Regions from separate parts of the Oryctolagus cuniculus genome. Here region 1 is linked to region 2. Evidence: chromatin contacts called from public Hi-C data. All regions are on one chromosome and are shown on one strand. The core of a region is the stretch at or near the end of the contact, and the rest is flanking DNA. Distances in the headings are between cores, read along the strand shown. Region 1 holds the start of ADRA1B (adrenoceptor alpha 1B). Region 2 has its middle 82 kb from the start of IL12B.

What was found. A called contact is a pair of places that touch in the nucleus more often than the background predicts.
Region 1: a Hi-C map of an unstated tissue shows a contact between it and region 2, with 5 times the contacts expected there. The contact joins the promoter of ADRA1B here to the enhancer-like site in region 2. A contact is called at or near these places in 4 of 6 Hi-C or Micro-C datasets (ear pinna, embryonic fibroblasts, skin fibroblasts and 1 more).

What each region holds. Positions count from the first base shown.
Region 1 is chr6:46,845,671-46,848,656 of mOryCun1.1, reverse strand. It overlaps ADRA1B (adrenoceptor alpha 1B), which reads right to left and starts at 1,271. Exons shown (of 2, transcript NM_001082062.1): 1 at 323-1,271. The coding sequence starts at 1,271.
Region 2 is chr6:46,309,491-46,312,232 of mOryCun1.1, reverse strand. No RefSeq gene overlaps it. Among named protein-coding and RNA genes, the nearest start is that of IL12B, 82 kb to the right of the region's middle. Within about 2 kb of position 1,307, at least 1 of the 8 cell types and tissues checked has an H3K27ac peak or open chromatin away from gene starts, as enhancers often do.

The DNA of each region.
Region 1 (2,986 bases), core at 22-2,521, 540 kb before region 2:
CTCAAGCCCACTGTCCTTTTAAATTTTTAAACCAAGGCTGTTGAGTGAGTCATTCCATATCCAAGATTTTCCTCCCGTGTTTCTATTTCAAGTGGCTAGGGACCTTAGTGTGTTCCACTAACACCTGAGTTGGTTTTGAGCCAGCTCCCTAATCTGCAAAGCCTTTGCTGTACAAACAACCGTATCCAATCTCCAAACACACACAGACTGCACAAAAAAACAAAACCCTCAACAACAACAACAGCAACAACTCCAGAGCAAGCTCATCAGGAAACCTGAGCTCCAAGGATGCCCACTTGCCCTCTGCCAGTCTCCAACTTACCGAGTGGGAGGGTGATGAAGAAGGGAAGCCAGCACAAGATGAACATACCGACCACGATGCCCAAGGTCTTGGCTGCTTTCTTTTCCCTGGAGAACTTAAAAAGTTTGACAGCTATGGAACTCCTGGGGTTGTGGCCCTTGGCCTTGGTACTGCTGAGGGTGTCCTCATGAAAGTTCTTGGAGTGGATCCTCAGGGTCAGCTCCTTCGAATTGGACATCTCTTTCATGACTCCCGCCTCCAGGTTCTTGGTGGTCCTCTTGGCCACAATGTAGACGCGGCAGTACATGACCAGAATGACGGCCAGCGGGATGTAGAAGGAGCCCAGAGAGGAGAAGAAAGCATAGAATGGTTCTTCAGTGACCCCACATTCCTTGTCATCATTGGGTGCCGGCTCCTTCCAGCCAAGCAGAGGCCCAATGGAGATGACCGTGGACAACACCCAGACACTGAGGAGCGCCAAGATGGCCTTCCTCCTGGTGACCAGCGCGGGGTACTGGAGAGAGTAGCGCACTCCGATGTAGCGATCGATGGAGATGGCACACAGGCTCAGGATGGATGCGGTGCAGCACAGGACGTCCACGGCCGCCCAGATGTCGCAGAAGATGCGCCCCAGCACCCAGTAGCCAAGCACCTCCAGGGCAGCGGAGAAGGGCAGGACGGTGAAGCTCAGCAGCAGGTCCGCGATGGCCAGGTTGACGATGAAGTAGTTGGTGGGCGTGCGCAGGTGCCGATTGCAGGCCACAGACAGAATGACAAGGATGTTGCCCACGATGGCGAAGAGGATGAAGGCGCCCAGCACCAGGCCCACGGAGATGGCCCTGGTGACGTCCAGCTGGGGCAGAGAGGAGTTGCTAGAGGTCTGGTTGGGACCAGTGAAGTTGGCATTTTTCAACTCTCCCCAGTGGGCAGGTGCTGATGTGTTGTGGCCGGTGTCCAGGTCGGGATTCATTTTAGAGTCCGCCCTCCATAGCCAGGGGGGTGATTGGGCTCGGAAGGGCTGCGGCGAAGGCTCCTCAGCTGCCCTGAAACTTTGCTCTGCCCGTGGTCTTCTTCCCAAAGGCGCCCTCCTGGTGAGAAGTCATGTCCCCGGGCAGTGCAGCCCGGCGGCGGCACGTCCCCTGACTGCACTGAGCCGCTCGCTCGCCTGCCGGAGGAGGAGGAGAAGAGGAGGAGAGAGGGGACGAGGCGGCAGCTCCAAGTTTAATGGTCCACGTCAGGCGCGCCGGGCCGGCGGGCGAGCGCTGGCGGGAGCGGGCGGCAGGGCAGGGGCGCGCGGCAGCGCCCGGCCCGCGGCGGCTCTGCACCGCGGCGCCTCCTCCGCCCAGCGAGCGCCGAGGAGGGTCTGCTGTCAATGAGCCGCCTCTGGGCTGACTGCACGGCGGTGACATCAGGCGGGGGAGCCCGGCGCCCTGACTCCGCGCGGCACTAGGGGGCAATGCGGGTCCAGCCAAGGCCCGCGCAGCCCCGACGCCGCGGCGGGAGGCCGGCCGCGCCCCCAGCCGCGCCCGGGGCGGGCCCGGGGCGGGGGCGGGGCTCAGGGCCGGGCGTGGGGATCCCCCGTCACCCACCTGGAGGACTAATCCCGCTGGGATTATTCTCCCTGCTATTCACTCCTCGGTTTCTAAAGTGGGATGGGGTGACTTACCTCTGAATAGGGGGTTGCTTGGAATCAGGACCCGGATTTAATGGGATGTGCAACTTGGCTGGCCCCTGAAAGAGGAAGCATCGCAGGGTTAGGGGAGTGGGAGAGGTGAGAGTATGATCCGAGATAATCAGCCCCCTTGCGTTGTCCCTACTGTGGCTCCGCTTCATTCATTCGCTCAGACACTAACTCATTCATTCAGTGAATTGGTACCCGCTGCTGCCCCCCCGCGGCCCCTCCACCCTGTTGCCTCCTAGGGGCTGTGGGTTTAGCAATCCAACGACTTAGATGCCCGCCTCCCAGGAGCAGGCATTCTGGTGAGAGGAGGCAGACACATCAACAAATTTTAAGGGGTGAGTCACATGAAGACAGGTGTTAGGATGAGAATAAAGCACAGGGAGGGAGATGCAGTGGGTGTGTGTGCGTGCTGGTGGTGGGATCTGAACTTTTAAACAGCTGCTTGGGATGTCTGCATTACTTTTGAGTGCAGACCTGAAGGAGTAAAGGGAAGCAGCCAGTTGGCTGATTCAGAGGAGGGTCTCTGGGATCTGGGTCCTTGGCTAACTTTTTTCTTTCTTCCTTACTATGTTGGGTATTTGACAACATGGACACACTCCCAGAAGTGAGCGAATGGTGCTTAGGAGAAGTATGGGCTGCCACCCCCCATTCCCACCCCGCAACCCCAACCTAGGAAGAGCCTAGATAAAGTAGCATTTATCCCACATTTCTTATGCCCTAGACAGTTCACTCCTTCTTTTTACATTTTCTCAAGACCCTGTGAGAAAAGGACTGTTGTCATCCTCATTTCTACTTGGCAGGTGTAGTCACAGGGACGTTTAACTCCAGCCTAAATCCACACGGCCATGGAGGAGAGGAACTGGGAATTGAACCCAGCTGTGAGGTCTCTTTCAACGCTGAGCACTTAACTGCTGTGTCACACTTTCCCCCTAGGGACAAGGTAGAGGACGGAATGACTGTTACAGATGGAGCTGTGTTCCAAGTGCTAAATGTTGGGACCTGAG
Region 2 (2,742 bases), core at 58-2,557:
TGGAATCAACAACTCGGTTCCTTGAAGCCCCAGAGACCCTGGGGAGGCAGAAGTGGGGGTCAGTTCCCTCCCCCATGCCCCTACTCCATCCCCTCCTGGCTGGCCCTGTTCCTCACCGGGTAACTGGTCAAACCCACTTGCCTATATAGCACATGCCTTCCTTTAATCGTACTTACTATTGTTTTGTTTTTACAACCAACACCAGGCACAGACTTAGGTTTTTGTCACAGAGGTAATCCCAGCACGCATTGTCAGAATCCTTGGGTTGAATCCCTTTCCTGACAGTTACTACCTTGTTACTTTGGGCAAACCTCCTCATCCCTTTTTTCCTATCTGTAAAATGGGCACAGCCATAGGGTTCAACACCATCATTCAGGTTCTCAAACTTTGGTATCAGCAAACTTTGGTCCCTGAGGACTTGCACCTCCAAAACTCATTGATTCAGAAAATCTGAAAATGTCCCTGGGCATCTGAGCAGTTAGCCAGCTGCCTGGTTATTCACATGCACGTTGACCCTGGAGAACAAGGGTGGCTGTTCTCCACAAATTTGACAGCATGCTGGAAGCAGCATGGCATCATGAAAGACGCTGATGTAACCAGTCCAGAATGGAGCCTGGGACTGGGACTTTTACAGATTCCTGGGGTGATTGTCTCCTGCAGCCTGGGTGAGAACCACTGTCATAGTCCAGTGCCTGCCACACAGTAAGAGCTTAATAAATGTTCTGAGACAGCCTCTAAATACATCCACTTCATGACTCAAACTCTGTGCCTTTATCTAACAACAGAAAATACTGAGCATCTCTCAAGTGGCAAGCTCTGGAGATAGAGTGATCTTGAAACCAAAACGAAAAGACAGTCATTCTGCACTCAGAGCAACAACAACGACGCAGTGGGCCAATTTGTCATTTTGCCCAGGACTCCCAAAATTATGTAGCCAGCCTAAGGTGCACAGGCTGAATACTATGAGTGTCTGTGGATCCCAGTGAGAATGTGGTCTTTCTCTCGGAGATAGATAGCCCTTAAATCTCCATAATTTTCTGCCTTGGAAACTGCAACTCCGGGAAGAACAACGGTCTGATAGTTACATTGCAGGCAGGGAGAACAAGGGGAGGGGGCTCTATCTGCGGCAGTGGGACCTGCCCTGACTTGTCCTTCATGTCTGTATACTCCCCTCTGAGCAAGGCTGTCTGAGTGGGAGGTAGCCAACCACAGCCTGGAGCCACCAGCCCCAGCTCCCCTGCCCTATCCACTGCTGTCCTGCAGCCACAGTGCCTTTCCTCCCTGCAGTCTCAGCCAGCCAACTGTTCACAGCTGTGTAAGCAAATGGGAATACTTAATCAGGGTTTCAGCCTTGCACCTGCTCCCTTTGGCTGGGGCTGAGTCTGCTTCGAAGGATAGAAAGGGTGGAGGGGAAATCCTTTCCATCAGGCTGCTACTCAGCCAGCTCTCAGCTGCTCATTAGCACCTAGAGTGAGGCCTGGAAACCCAGCAAACGTTGCTAAGTCCCTGAGGGTGGGGGAGGAAGAGGACTGGAGAGGCCTCTGCTGGTCATCCAAGCAAAAAATCAATCTCTCTCTCTCTCTCTCTCTCTTCCTCCCTCCCTCCATTGCTCCCTCTCTCTCCCTCTCCTTTTTCTCCTCTCTCCTTACCGTTATTCATGCCACTATCACAAGCTGATATTTTATCACATGCTTGGTTACCTGCAGTGGTTAAAAATGCAGGGTGGTTAGGTGAGTATGCAGGGTCCTTCACCAAGCAGTGCAATAGCTTCTCCGCCTCTCCTGGAAGGGGTGTGGGGTGTGGTGGGGTTGTGCAGCATCAAATGGGATGGCAGAGGAGCAACCCCACTACGCAGCCACCAGACACATCCTGCCAGCCTGCAGAGGTTTCTGCTCTTCATCAGCATTGTTGGCCCAGTAGACTTTGTTTTCCTGCAGGTGACAGATTCCATCTTGGAAACCCAGGACTGGCAGCTTCTTTAGGACAGCTGGACAGCAGCAATGAGAACTGCAGCCCTGCGGGGAGGCAATGGCCTGTTACTGAGGTCTGCTGCCCTTGAACTCGGCAGGGCTCTGCAGGCCTCTGGTGCCCTCTGGGCTGCCCAGTTCTTCACTTTTCCTGGCCAGCCCTCCTGTCTCTGTCCTGCCAGATTTGCTACTGCTCCTCCTCCTAGGTCTGGGGGCTTCTGTTCCCACTCCCAGTGGCCGAGCCCAGGTTATGCAGGGCAGCAGAGTTGGCCTGGTGGACAAACCCAGCAACAGCTGCTCCCCTCCCCTGCCCCGCCTCCAAGCTGTCAGGCCTGGTGCAGCCTCCAAGACCTGTCAGCAGAGCTGCAGCCCTGATGGGCCAAGGTCACCTGGGGGACGCCCAGCCTCTCTTCTGTGCAGCTGCACTGCGAGCTGACCAGAGCTATATTCTTTGCTTCCTTCTCTTGTGTGGCTTCTAAGAATTTGGCCACCAGAATGGATTTATTTAGTTCACCTCCTCCAGCTCCAAAACCCACAGCACCCCTCCCCGCTTTATTCATCCTGGTAGACGCAAACTCCCAGCCTTTATGGTCTCCAGCCCCCTCCCTCCTGTCTACCCCCCTTTATATATTTCTCAACCAATCTCATTCCTTTTCAATTCTCTCTGTGGCCTCAATCCTGCAGCCCTGCAAATCTACTCAATGATCTCTGGCACGCAGCCTGTTCCTTCTTATTATTAATAAGCCTGAGAATAATGGATATTAAATAAGACCTT